2 separate regions of the Hordeum vulgare genome follow, and region 1 is linked to region 2. The links are chromatin contacts, called in public Hi-C maps. All regions are on one chromosome and are shown on one strand. Each heading gives the region's core, a stretch centred on a gene start, on an enhancer-like site or on the middle of the called end of the contact. The rest is flanking DNA. Distances are from core to core; before and after follow the strand shown.

Region 1 (6,842 bases), core at 2,846-5,345, 330 kb before region 2:
CTCAATCGTTGAGCGTGTGCTCAGATTATCTGAGTACGACAATCGCTTGAATCAAGTGGGAGTTGATCTTCCAGATAAGATAGTGATGGTTCTCCAAAGTCACTGCCACCAAGCTGTGAGAGCTTCGTGATGAACTATAACATATCAAGGATAGATACAATGATCCTTGAGCGATTCGCGATGTTTGACACTGCGAAAGTAGAAATCAAGAAGGAGCATCAATAGTTGATGGTTAGTAAAACCACTAAGTTTCGAGAAAGGCAAGGGCTAGAAGGGATACTTCGTGAAACGGCAAAGCAGTTGCTGCACTAATGAAGAGAGTCGAGATTAAACCCAAGCCCGGGACTAAGTGCTTCTCTTATGAGGGGAACGGTCACTGAGGCGGAGCAACTCTAGATACTTGGTAGATAAGAAGGCTGGCAAAAGTCGAAAGAAGTATATTTGATATACATGATGTTGATGTGTACTTTACTAGTACTCCTAGTAGCACGAGGGTATTGGATACCGGTTCGATTGCTAAGTGATTAGTAACACGAAATGAAAGCTACGACATAAACGGAGACTAGCTAAAGGCGAGGTGACGATACGTGTTGGAAGTGTTTCCAAGGTTGATATGATCAAACGTCGCACACTCCCTCTACCATCAGGATTGGTGTTAAACCTAAATAATTGTTATTTGGTGCTTGCGTTAAGCATGAACATGATTGGATCGTGTTTATTGCAATACGATTATTCATTTAAAGAGAATAATGGTTACTCTATTTGCTTGAATAATCACCTTCAATGGTTTATTGAATCTCGATCGTAGTGTTACACATGTTCATGATATTGGTGCCAAAAGATACGAGGTAATGATGATAGTACCACTTACTTGTGGCACTGCCGCTTGAGTCATGTTGGTATAAATTGCATGAAGAGGCTCCATGCTGATGGATCTTTATACTCCCACGCTACTCCCACGCGTGGGAGGGCTTTTAGTCCCGCTCGAGCTTTCTTCGCAGCAGCCGAGACGCGCACCCAAGCTCCCATATAGCTTGACGGAGAGTGTGTTCTCCGCCACCTTCTTGAAGCGGAGAACATGCCTATCCCAAAGGTTCTGGGCCCGGGCGAAACTTCTCCACCCGCGGCCGAGGAACAGGATCCAAGGCCCAGTGCGCAACGCAACCACCAGCGCGGCGCCATTACCGCAGCCGTGCATGCGGAGCCACAGGGTCGGCCCCCCCTCTCCGTCCATTGCCTCGGCGAAGACACAAGGGAGTCGAAGACGGGACCGAATGGGCCCTCACAGTTGGACAAGGAACTCCATCGGGTTCCTTCCGACGTGGGCAGCATGGGCCGCCACCGGAGCAAGCCCCGGGTAAGGCGGAGGCGTTGGAGTAGCGCTCCGCCTCCCCCGGCCTCGACCTCTGTAGCGACCTCGGCCCCTCGCCCTTCCTACACCACGGGCGTTCGGGCCACCTTCCACTACGGCACCCTAGAAGCTGTGGCATGATCTGAGCGGGATCCCCTCGCTGCCCTCACGGCAGACGGTGGCCGACCCCGTCCCCTAGCCATGGTTAGGGACAAGCACCACCAGCGGACAGAAGAAGACTTAGAAGACCAAGATCGAGGAGTTGGACGATTCAAAGGGAGTTGGGTGAGCAAAACCCCTCGCAAACCCTCCCAATTTGTAGAACGGGGCACAGGGGCTAGCGTCCCTTACTCCAGAAGCCACCACCCTCTATGACCAATCGCTCGAGCTCACGGCCGAACAAAGAACCGCCCTGATGCGCCAATGCATGCACGGGCGGGCCCAGCCACTACTACACCTTTCAAGGCCTCGACTGCCACCTATCGATCAATGACTGCGCATGCCACGCGCGTGGCAGAGGCGTCTCAGGAGGCGGAGAGTCCACTCCTTGCACGACCTCCCACTTCGCGCATCCGATGCGCGGCGTGGCGAAAGGCAACCGCCAGCAAATCCAGCCACGAAGGCCCATACACCTCTTTGGGCCTGGCCCAACAATGCTCCGCGCGCATGTGTGGCCCAGGCCCGGGGGCTCCTGTCGATGAACTAAAGACTGGGGTCTCTAGTACCCCAGACTTGTGCACGGGCGCGAAGAGCCCTTGACCGTAGGGTGCGGGAGGATCCAGACAGGGGTCAGCCACAACACTACAAGAAATATGCTCATACATGACGTTTTTTAAGATGTCGTTGATGAATTCGTCATAAATCTATGAGGATTTCATCCGAGATCGTCGTAAACTGTTTGAGGGGATCAAATCTACATATAAAATACGACGATGTGAGTCAAAAATGTCGTAACCGCATAAGATAAGATCGTCATAACTTTTACGACGATTATAAAAATGTCGTAACATGTTCTAACTATGTTGACATGTCACTCGTGGTTCAATTCTATCCTACCCCATCCTAGTTTGTGAAGCAACCTACTATTCTATCATTCCAAAAATTCTCGAAAAAATCTCATAAATACTTTGGATCATATATTCCTCAAATATGTGAAAACCCTTCCTTCCATAGTTCAAAAATAATTCTGCAATATTCATTTTGCCTATTCTGTTCAGAATAGCACTTTGTGAAGAAAGTGATATTTCTATTTCTTTGATCACCCTCATCTTTACCTATTGATAAAGCACCTATTGCTTCTCTGGTACGTTATTAAAATTACCCTGAAAGTTTGCTTAAATTACCCACTATGCCACCCATAAGTGAAAAAAACGGTTCAGAATTCTTTGTCAAAGTCGTCGTCGCGGTCAGTTATTAAGATATGAGAACTAAAAATCATGAGCACGCGCTCGGTTTGGTGGCTAGAGCGGCTGCCTTCCACACAACACGCCCAGGTTCGACGCCTTGTAGGCACACATTTTTTCATCCCTATTATTTCTCTTTGTATATAGCAGCAAACATGGGTTAATGGACCAGCCCATGTTTTATTATTTCAATATATTTTTTATTTAAATTAATACATGATTTTCCAAAATTCCAATTTTTTTAGTTTTGAAAAATATGTTCATGAAATCATAGAATATTTGGACATTAAAACAAAGGTTCAGAAAATTAGAAAATGTTCACGGATTCAAAAAATGTTGATGATTTTAAAAAATGTCTGCATATTATAAAATAATTCACACAATGTCTATGAATTTTCAAAAATCAAATACCCAAGTCATTCCCCATTTACAAAAAAATCATCGATTCAAAAAAAGTTCACCGAATAAAAAACTGTCCATGCATTTTAGAAAAGAAATATGTTTACATCAATCGAGAAAACTTGATCACACAGACACTGATTTTCTCTTTTTATAGCAGCAAACACGAGTTCATGTGCCAGCCCATGTTTTATTATACCATTTATTTTGTACTTCTTTAAACTAATTCATGATTTTTCAAAATTCCAATTTTTTGAGTTCTGGAAAATATTGTTCATGAAACCATAGAATGTTCCAGAATTGAAACATAGGTTCAAGAAATAATAAAACGTTCACGGTTTAAAAAATTGATGATTTTTAAAAATTGTTCACATGTTATAAAATGATTCATAATTTTGAAAAATATATTCAGCAAATATAAAATGTTCATAATTTTTAAAATGACCATTTATCCAAAACATATTAGTGAATTTGAAGAAAATGTCTATGAAGTAAAAATAACGTTGAGAAAAACTAAAAAAATATTGAATTTCAAAATTTATTCCCCATTTTAAAAAGTTCATAGACTAAGTAAAAAACTGTCCATGCATTTCAGAAAAAAGATAGTGGGCATCAACCAACAAAATTTAACCACGACCATAATTGACGAGGATGGAAGAAAAGATAAGTGGCAACATGATGGGCCACCGTGTTAAGTACAAAAATAGAGGATGCTCATATGTCGGGGTATTGAGACATACTTATTTGGCTATAACGTAATACTTTTGTCACCCATTGCAACGCACGGGCATATTTGTTATAAAACTAAAGTTGTTTAATAATGAAATAAAAACAGAAACATGTAATAAAAAGAAAGAAAGAAACCCATTTGGCCCAAACTGGGCCAGCCCCAGTCAGCCCACCTAACCGGGGGGGTATTTAACCCCCATCTAACCCTAAATCCTCCCACAGCCTCACCCCACGCCGCGACCCCATCCACTAGGGGAAATATCTCTGTCCCACGCTCTCTCCTCTCAGGCACCGCGCGCCGCCCATGCTTCACCCCCCTCTCGCAGCCCTCCGCCGCCTCCTCCTCCTCCTCTCCCCGCTCGCCTCCTCCCCCACGCCATGGAGTCCTCCTCCACCGCCGCCGCTTCCGCGCGGCACGCAGAAGGTGGCGCGGCGGAGGGGGAGTACGAGTAGGTGTTGGTCCGGCTCTCCTCGCTAATCACGCAGAAGGTGCGAGCACACACCAGCAACCATGGCAACTAGTGGGACCTCATGCACCGCTACCTCCAGGTCCCTCCCCTCCACCCTCCTCCTCCTCCTCGTGTGCATCGCGTGGATTTTCTTGTCTGATCCGGATGGATTTCGTTCTTCAGATCCTCGAGCTGGAGGAGCCCATCGCGCGGATGAAGGTCATCCATGTCGCCAGCACCAAAGGGAAGGTAAATCACCTGATGATATGCAACTCCCTCCATTGTCGAATTAGAGTGTTAGCCTGTCAGGCTCTGTAATAGTATGTGTGATTTCCTTTCATTTCCACCCTGATGCAGAAACTTTATCAGTGATCGTTGGGGCATTCTAAAACAGCATCAGATAGCCACTTCTACAATTGTTATTTCAGGTAACAGCATCAGAAGGCATGTTGCCCAAACTAAACATGTAAGGCTCTATATAGGGCTATCATCAATGTTCAACAGTGATTAAGAATACATAACGAGGGGACTTCCAAGAGTAAACAGTGTCCAGAAAATATGCAAGGTTCTCTGTAGTTTGAAACAACAAAAACAAAACATAAGCCTCTCAAATATATTTTTATTCAATTTTAAAATGTTTCTTCAGTCGTAGCAATAGAATAGATCCATTGTCACATGCATGCCCCCAAACTCTGTCTGCCTCACAGAAGCCGATACACGGAACTCAACATGTATGAACAGGGATGGTTGGAGCATATACATGGTTGTAACAAAAGGTATGGGAATAGAAAGTATAGTTCTGCATTTACCTCGTGTGAGATGCCACAAAATTAGACCTTGTGCATCCCCTAAAACTGGGCAAAGAAGTCTTGCAAGGTTCATAACAATATTTAGAAACAAGAAGTTAATTTTTTTTTGCTTAGTTATCATAGATTTCCATTCACTTGATCTCTAGATATCCAGAAATCTGTTTTCAAACATGTTGCTTCAATGGTCAACTCCATCATTGGCTATATTTTAGACTTCCTACACTTCTTGCATTATCTTCTTTACAGAAAATTGAGGCGTCTGTTCCTTGTTTGTGGTTCCTAGGCATCTACATCATCAACCTGGGCAAGACATGGGAGAAGCTCCATCTCGCGGCGATGGCTTGCTGGATCATCCGCGCCGCTGCTGCCCTTCCGCGCGCGCGGCTTGCTAGATCATGGCGGCCTCGTTGGGTTGCTTCGCGGTAGATTAATGCAAAAAAATATGATCAACAATATATTGTATTGTCGATGTCCAACTATGTGCAGTACTCATGACAGATTTATATAAGAGGGAATAATACCATACAATTCACGTGTTTTGGATTTGCTGTATCTTGAAGAATATCAAGCAAAAAAGGTTAATACCATGTCCCAGTTTAGCAAAACTTATGTGTTTCATCCGTTTCAGGGAGGAGTTATGGGTATCTCCATTGAGGTTCGTGAAAGCTTGAAGATGCTAGACCATGAAGGTGATCACACAATAGATGCAATGGATTTTCTCTCAGCCAGAATGTTTATTTTAAATTTCGTCCTAAAGACTATAGTTATAGCAGTGATCCTATTGTTCAGTTAAGAGAAATATGATACTCTAATGCTTTGTTAGTTGGCGATTCTTTGTTTATGATTCCCAATGTTCTATGGCTGGAAAAACGTACATGTTCAGGTGTTCTAGGGTAGTCTGCACCCCTCCGGCCGCAGAGGGTTTGCAATGGATTTTCTCTCAGCCAGTTTGTTAATAGGGTTTGCAAGCATTCTTTCATTGATCTGTAGTAAGAACTTGCTAACTGCTCCCACGGTGAATAACGTAACCTCTGCCATATGCTTCCACTAGATTAGGTAATTTATCTATTTAGGTTGCGCTTGGAAATTTTGTTAGACTGAAACATCCCAATTGTAGCTATATACTTCTAGAATATACTTTGTGAATTATTTGTCGTCCTAATGGACTCATTCTATGCATGTTCTAATAGATATTTGCAGGTACAATGTCGTTCAAAACATCTTGAGCCTGTGTGAACATAATATTCAAATGATAGCCTAAATTTCATAATAATTCATGTCATCTTGCGACCCGTTCCTTTGGGACTCAAATAGAATAATGATATCTTTTTCTCTACAATAAGCACATCTATCCTGATTTTGCAATGCCAAGGTTGACTCAAACCCATTGACTAGTTGAGACTAGTCGATTTGCCAGGCTCGACTCATCATGAGTCGCTACCCCAGAACGACTCATCGACTCAAAAACCTTGATATGTTGTTTTTTCTCTCTTATAACCTCGTCAATCTTTTGATGGATGGAGGGCTTGCTTTTGTTTTAAAAAAACGTCCTGTGCTAATTAGTTCTCTTGTATTTTTTTGACATGTATAATCTTCTTTGTTTTGCATCCAACTAGCTGACCTTTTGCCTGCATTCTCCTGCCAGGTTTCCCTATACTTGGGATAGAATCGCAGAAAATGCAAAATCCTGATCTCTGTAAGG
Region 2 (7,728 bases), core at 1,752-4,251:
GCTTCCCGAATCGGTGGTAGTTATTACACTCATCTTCCCTCATTCCTCTCTCTCCCTCTCCACTCTCCCCTCTCTCCACTCACCTACAGCGGCGAGGGGATGCAGTAGATTGAAGAAGAACAAGTCGACCTCAGGCCACCTTCATCGGCATCCACGACGAAACACGTTGGCAATGGCGGTAAGCAATCCCCCTCTCCGCACCTACTACTTTGCATTCGATTCGAGTTTAGGTTTGATCCACGTTAGGGGAATGGGGAATCGGGGTATCATAACATCATCATGACTAGTGGTAGATAGGAGGTTCCTGATACAGATTGAGTACAATAGGGATGGGGATTAGGGTTCATCTTACACAATACACATAGATCTTAGCCTCGGGGACCCCAGAGGCGCTTGGAGAGGCGGGTGACCTTGGACTTTCTCTTGGTCTTCTCCTCGACCCGCACCATCGTCTCTTCTTCCTTGTCGGAGTCCATCTCGATGGGCATGCTTGGTGTCCTGGCTCTGGCGCCCTCACAATCATGGCCACCGCATTTTCTTCCACCTCCATAGCCACCAGTTCTTGATCCTTCTCGAGCGGCACCACCACAGTGTTTGTGGTGAAGTACACTACCGCACGATGGTCATGAGGACGTCGGTACTGTCCGTACTTGGCCCACTTTTCCCTCTATCCAGCAACGCCAGAGTCGGCCTAATTCATGGTCCAACGAAGTATGTCGAGTGACATAGTGCCCTTCGCTGGGTGAGGAATCAATGTCTTCAACTCCTTCGATGTGGCCTTCTTCACCACATCGTCTGATTCTTTGTGCAGCTTGTCCATGCTGTTGAAGTTTAAGCACACTGCCATGGTGTTCTCAAACTTGGTGCGGTCACCGAGCGAGCATCCTAGGAAGAATGCCCTTCATCCAATGCTCCAAGGGAAGGGGTTGGGAATGGGGTTGGGACTTGGGGTTGAGGTTGGGGTTCAACTTGTTGTCGGAGTTCATGGCGATGGGTTGAAGGAAGAGTGAGTGACACATAGGTGGAGTGGTGACCGTCAGGCTGGGTAAATAAAAGGGGTTCTGGGCGATAGGTTTTAATGACGATGTTGCAATGTTCATATTGCAGATCGTGACCGTTTGAACCTCTTCACAATGCAGATCGACACGTGGAGCAAGGGGAAGGAGGTGGTGCCACCAAAGGGGCAAGACAAGGGCAAGGACGTGGTGCCTTCCGCAAAGGTGACGCCCGTCCAGAGCCCTCGCACGGAAGATGATGAGCTGGAAGAGCCTCGAGCGGCAAGCGCCAAAACTACGACCACTACCATGAGGTGGGAGGGCCAACCAACTTTCGCAAGGTGACTATGCCCCCCAGCTGGAGGCCATACCTATGTCGTTGGACTTCACGAATCACTTCGAGTCAATGTCACATGAGTTCAAGCTAAAGACGAACATTGACTCCTCCTCGAGGGTGACCGTTCATGTGTTGAACGGAGGGTCACCCTCGATCAGGGTTGGGCCACCTTCGCCACCGTCCATCAAATCAAGATAGGCTTCATGATGACCTTCAAGCTACTCACTCCCGACATGCCGAAGGTCATCGATGTCATTGAAGTGGTGACCAGGTGCGGGAAACACAACGACACCTTCGCCGTGAACCCTTAGGACAACCCGACATGCCCCACCCTGCTTTTAGTTCCATCTCAAACTGGTTTGCGTGTAAACTGATGTGTGTGTTTTAATTGTGGCACAATATCTATATCTATTATGTTATGTTATGTGTGTTCTTCCTGAGGCCGTTGTATGCTCGTAACCTCACCACCGCGTTCAAAATGTTTCCACATAACAACCGGTGCATGCCACCAAACATTACGCTCTATGTTTGCGCTTACACAAATGGGTAACCAAACAATATGTCTAGAGTGATACCTCATGCAAGAGTATATGCATACAACCAAACTAAATGGAGATATTAGTTTTGTGTCTGTTTTACCTCAACCAGGCCTTGTTTATCTAGGCTTCACGGGCCAGTCCCAGCGCCTACCAAACACGTCCTCGATGACTTAGGATGAGGTATGGTATTTACACTGACCCCTCAATTGCCAAATCCCTGAGCCATGAGACAAGGTTTCTCAGCCGCGTGGGTAGGAAGAAATCGAGGGGGATTAAGGCCTTGTTTGGCAGGAAGGGGGTGGGGAGGATTGTGTAGGGAGGTTTCAGAGGATTGGGTGAATCCCTTACTTCCACCCAATCCTTTCAAATCCCCTCAATTGTTAAATCCGTGAGCCATGAGAAAAGATTTCTGAGCCGCGTGGGTAGGAAAAAATCGAGGGGGATTACAGAGGATTGAAGAGGTTTGCTCACCACAAACCCTGTCCATTAAATGAACATACGCGAAATCGCGTGGTTTTTGATCCCCTCGAAAATAATCCCCTACAAACCTTCTCAAACCCTGCGCACCAAACAAGGCCTGAATGACTTCTTTTTTGATAGGATCAATCGATTAGACAAAAAAAGAACACTCGATTGAATCCCGACCGACTAAGGTTATATTGCGGGCCCACTCGTCATCGACCCAGAGGATCGGGCCGGATCGAGGAGGCAAGAGGTTCTCTCGTATTGCGGAGAAAGAAGATCCGCAGAATTAAAATAACGTTAAAATTCGAAACCCTTATCCGTATCCTGCAGCTGACACATGGATCGCACGCGTGGAGCCCACGACGCGACACTGGACAGGCGTTAAATGCGTTTTCACCCTCTACTTCACAAGTCTGACAGGAAATCCACGCACACAAATCCAAAGGAAACCCCTAGGCAGTTTTACACTCAGCTCCCTCGTACCCGCGCAGGCAGGCGGTGCGAGGCCTCGCTCGCTGTACGCACAGAAATCCAAAGGAAACCCCTAGGCAGTTTTACACTCAGCTCCTCGTACCCGCGCAGGCAGGCGGTGCGAGGCCTCGCTCGCTGGCGCCTGGGCCCCACCCGGCACGACTTAATTGCCCCAACGGTGTCCATCCTTCGCACCGAAGGAAAAGGCGTGATAAAAGAGGACTCTAGCACCCGAGCCTTGGCCCGCACCCGCACATCGCCACTCTCCCCCACGCCACCACCACCGCCGCTGCGGCTTACGGCTACGCAGCTCTCGCGTCCCTCGACGCCGCCGCCGCTGTCCGAGGTTTCCGGCCGCTAACTTCGTCTCCTCTAGGATTGACCCGCTCCTCCACACGATCGCTGCGTCCTCCGCCTCTCCCACAGGGTTTCTCTGCCGCCATGTCCGGCCTGAGCGCGCCGCCGTTCGACGGCCTCGCGTCGGGGCCCGACCCCTGGGACGTCGTCGTCAAGGTGATCCTTCTCTTGGTCTTGAGCTGTGGTTTTGTTTCCCCAGTGATTAAGGGATACGTGCGAGAGAGGGGAACCGCTTTTTGAGGGGTTTGATTCGCGTCGTTCAAGGGGGCGGCTTCGTGATTGCTGGTTGATTGGGCGTGGCTTAGGTGTGAGGTTGGGGTTTGCTCACTTATCGGACGTATTTTACGTGTTTGGTTTTGTGGTTACTTTCTGCAGCTTTTTTCTAGGAGTAACCATAGTTTAGTCAAATATAATTGATCTCTTACAATCGAATAGGTGTAGAATAAGATTGATCACACAGGTTGTGCGCATGATGTGGCTGAGGCTCCTATATTTCTTGGTAGTACGAGGGAACGCGTGTATGCCGTTCTCTCCGGGATCTGTTTTCGAGTAAAAATGGGATATGCTCTTGGTGTGCCTCAGCAAGTGATATGTTGGATTAGTGATCGATGGACGTTGCGGGCACGGCCTTGCTCATGTTTGTTGCTAAAATATGCACCTGACCCTGTTTTACTCCAAAATATGTTTGACAGATCAACTTCATACTATTATTTGATCATGGATCGGTGCCTATTGTATATATGCGTAGCACAAAGTAACACTTCATATTTTAGACATCTAAGCTCAAATCTGAGCAATTAAATCCAGTTTATTGCTGGGTTAAAACTTGTAATTGCTATATCAGTACCGATATCAAATATTGTTTATTGAATCTTGATTATGGGGTTAATTGTATCATCGATGCATGTAATCACTAGTCAGCTGACCAGTCCTTTGTCCATCACATGTCATGGTAGTCTTGTCCTTCACTTTATGGCTCTTTGAATAAAGTTGTGTAGTTTGCTCTAGTAACTTTCCGATTGAGTATTCCCATGCATCGATCCTTCTGTATATTTTGTAACTTCATGACTTGATGAACAAGTTATATTTTTATGAGTTCAACATTGGTTGGTCATTGATGAGTCTAATTTTGTTTACATTTCATCTTACTTCTTAATGTGTAGTGAGAGATTAATAACATTGCATCCATTAAGAGACCAACCTTATCTATGGTAGTTTTCCGTCTCTTGTATAGGCTGCCATCAGCTCGTCACATAAGCTAAATTGATTCAATAGACTCTTTGATTAATTATGTTTTGACCCTCGCATAGGCTACTGTCATGTAAGTTAAATTGGTACATTTTCTCTCTGTACATTTGTGTAAACTATGCTTTCATTATGGCCCTTACCTAATTGATAGAAGAGAAGAAATTATGATCAGTCTTTGTACATCTATAATCTAGAACCATAAGACTTGCACTATCATTGAGTAGTTTATTCTCTTACCTAATTGGTAGAAGAGAAGAAATTATGATCAATGCAACCATTCAGTTTGATATCAGTACCTCTAGCTATAAGGAAAGTTATGCTCTGGACATCAAATTCCTCTAGCATAGCGTAGCTGCCAACATAACTGAAAGTAAATATGAGCTATCCTCTTATGTTGCTTACCAATTGGGCATGATGTCTGTACCATATATTACCATCACCATATGCTCTCTGAGTATTGCTCGTTTGACTGTCCTTCGACTTATGTAGTATAAGGACTAGTGAGTTCTTCGACCATTGTTTTGACCTGATCTCTTATAGTTTAGCTATGCATTGAGGTCGTGTAAAAATTGGTTGCGTTTTGGATCATTATGATGTCCTCATGGTTTGGGTGTCATATGATCTAATTGTGTTCTATCATAGGGTTCTCATTTCTCCCTTCTCCATATTCCAGGTCAAATATGGTGACACACTTAAGAGGTTCAATGGCTATGTCAACGGAACACACTTCACTTTGAATCTATCTGCTCTTCGTTCCAAAATTGCAAGTGCTTTTAAGTTTGGCCCTGATGCTGACTTCATTCTCACTTACACTGATGAGGATGGGGATGTTGTCATGCTGGACGATGACGAGGACTTGCATGATGCAGCTATCCATCAGAAACTGAACCCTCTCAGGATTAATGTTCAGGTAAAGAATAGCCATGCTGATGCATCTCACATTAACCGGCAGGATTCAAGACCTAAACCTGTTAGGGACACTACTCAGGATCCATTAGCTCAGATAAAATCAGTAATTGATGAAGCTTTGAAGCCCATATCAGAACCTTTGAGATCCACTGCAAGGGAAGATCCACTAGCTCATTTAAAATCAGCCCTTGATGAAGCTATGAAGTCTATCCATGAGCCAGTTCCTGAATCCCTTGCAAAACTTTCACGTGAAGTACTTGATGCAGCACCACCACAATTAACTGATCTGATAAAACCTTTTGTGAACTTGATCACATCAACCAACAGTAGCCAATCTGCTGGGCATGCTGAGAGTTCACCTGTCTCCAGTGGTGTGCAGCAAGCACAGGTTGATCTCAAAGCTAATGATCAGCCTAAAGTTGATTCAAGTTTGGGTTCATCTGAGACAAGAGGTCTTAAAAGTGTGTTAGCTGAAGTTCCTGCTGCAGTCATCACTGAAGCTTCTCAAGGCCAACAAGGATCATTATATCCTTCTGTTGAGGATTTGCTGTTCACCTCTAATTCAGGTGGTAACAGTTCTGGTTGCAAGGGTATGAGTAATGCTGAAAGTAAGGGGAAGTCTGTCATGCCCTCTGCTGAACCACTGTCTCGTTCCACTGTTCCCAATTTTCGTCCAAGTCATCCAAATGCATCTGGATATGAATGGTACCAGCCACGAAGATCGACGGATGGATGGTCCCAGCCGAAATCCATTTGGCAACCTGAAGCTAATGTCAAACCAGCAAGTGATCCTGGATGGCGTGTTCCAATGTATAAGGCGCCTCACCCATCCCCACCAGTCCCCCATGCACCCTTGGGCTATGGACATTCTCCACAATTTCCTTACCCTGGCCGTCTGCTATCTGCTGGGCGTCTGCATGGGAATCTTAGTAATAACAGTGAGAGGTCACCACGAATTTCACATAGGTGGATCCAGTGTGATGGTTGTGGAGTTCAACCAATTGTTGGGCCACGCTACAAGTCTAATGTGTAAGATCTTCTTAAATTGCAACTACTCTCAGAACTATAATTATTTGTCATAGCTATTTCTTGGTCTCCTTACTCTTGACATCTTCTGTTTCTGCCATCAGGAAAGAAGATTATGATCTGTGTGATACCTGCTTTCGTCGTATGGGAAGTGAGGTTGAGTACACCAGAATAGACAAGCCTATCCTGCCACACAAGTTATCTCGGGACCTTAATTTGGTGAGTTGCTTTAGTCAGTACAAATAAGTTGCTAGGTGTGAAGTAACGGAGGCGATTGGCCCCTTAAGTAGGAGTTGAATCAATCTTGAAAGCTTTTCAGAGACTAATTTTTGCAATTGGGCATTCGCTCCTAATTATATTTCAGCTCTCAGGGTTGAATAATATACACCGCCCTAGGATAATAATGATAGTACCCATACTATATACTTTCTTGGCTACTAGTAGATTAATATATTCTTGATTTCAGTGCCGGAAAATCCATTCACGTGTTTCGATGAAGTCAAAACGTGAGAAACTTGAAAGCCGCTTCATTTTGGATGTAACGGTGCTGGATGGCACACTTATGTCTCCTTCAAGCCCGTTCACTAAGATTTGGCGCATGCACAACAATGGGTCTATCATGTGGCCCCTGGGAACACAGCTAATTTGGGTCGGTGGAGATCAATTTGCACTGCAGACCTCTGTCCCACTAGAGGTATAGCTACCATGCATATTGTTTCAAGCTCTGCTACGAATTGCATGTTAAGCTGAATATCAGCTGCGATTAAAAAAATCTCCAGTTCTGAGTTGGTATGGTTGTGCAGATTCCATTGAATGGATTTCCGGTGGATCAAGAGATGGATGTTGCTGTTGATTTTGTGGCGCCTGCAAGGCCTGGGAGGTATATATCTTACTGGAGACTGGCATCGCCTTCTGGTCAAAAATTTGGTCAGCGAGTTTGGGTTCATATCCAGGTTGGGTATCCTACCATTTCTTTTTCTGTACGTGGATGTATGATCTAGATGCTTGCCTTTGTTATTATCACCTCAATCCTGAATGCATCTGCAGGTGGAAGATCCATCTTTTGTGAGTGACAACAAGACAGCTGCTGTGAACTTGAATCAGCCTCAGGAAAGCAACATCACAAACACAAGTAGTCTGCCTCAGGAAAGCGACATCACAAACGCAAGTAATTTGATTGATGTCAACGTTGAGCCTGCCAACCAAGTCCTAGATGAACATGTCAATGACACTAGAATTGAACTGCTGGAGCCTTTGATATACCGTGAAGCTGCTGAGCCCAAGAAATCTCCCTCAGCATCTGCAGCAGCTCCTCTATACCCCAAAGTTGATGTTCCGTCATCCAGTGAAAATGCAGCTGGTTTTGTGCCAAGTGTTAATG

Evidence for each region. Hi-C and Micro-C count contacts between places; a contact is called where the count stands out from the background.
Region 1: a contact with region 2 is called in a Hi-C map of leaf, with 4 times the contacts expected there. The contact joins the enhancer-like site here to the promoter of LOC123403910 in region 2. A contact is called at or near these places in 2 of 6 Hi-C or Micro-C datasets (leaf and an unstated tissue) and 1 of 1 datasets of contacts at active chromatin or transcription factors (embryo).

Annotation. Positions count from the first base shown.
Region 1 is chr6H:326,418,469-326,425,310 of MorexV3_pseudomolecules_assembly, reverse strand. No RefSeq gene overlaps it. Among protein-coding and RNA genes, the nearest start is that of LOC123403910, 330 kb to the right of the region's middle. Within about 2 kb of position 4,095, at least 2 of the 3 cell types and tissues checked have open chromatin away from gene starts, as enhancers often do. A contact at or near this core is called in leaf, where this site is marked.
Region 2 is chr6H:326,089,470-326,097,197 of MorexV3_pseudomolecules_assembly, reverse strand. It overlaps LOC123403910 (protein NBR1 homolog), which reads left to right and starts at 3,001. Exons shown (of 7, transcript XM_045097820.1): 1 at 3,001-3,320; 2 at 5,086-6,350; 3 at 6,452-6,566; 4 at 6,814-7,041; 5 at 7,151-7,300; 6 at 7,395-7,728. The coding sequence starts at 3,249.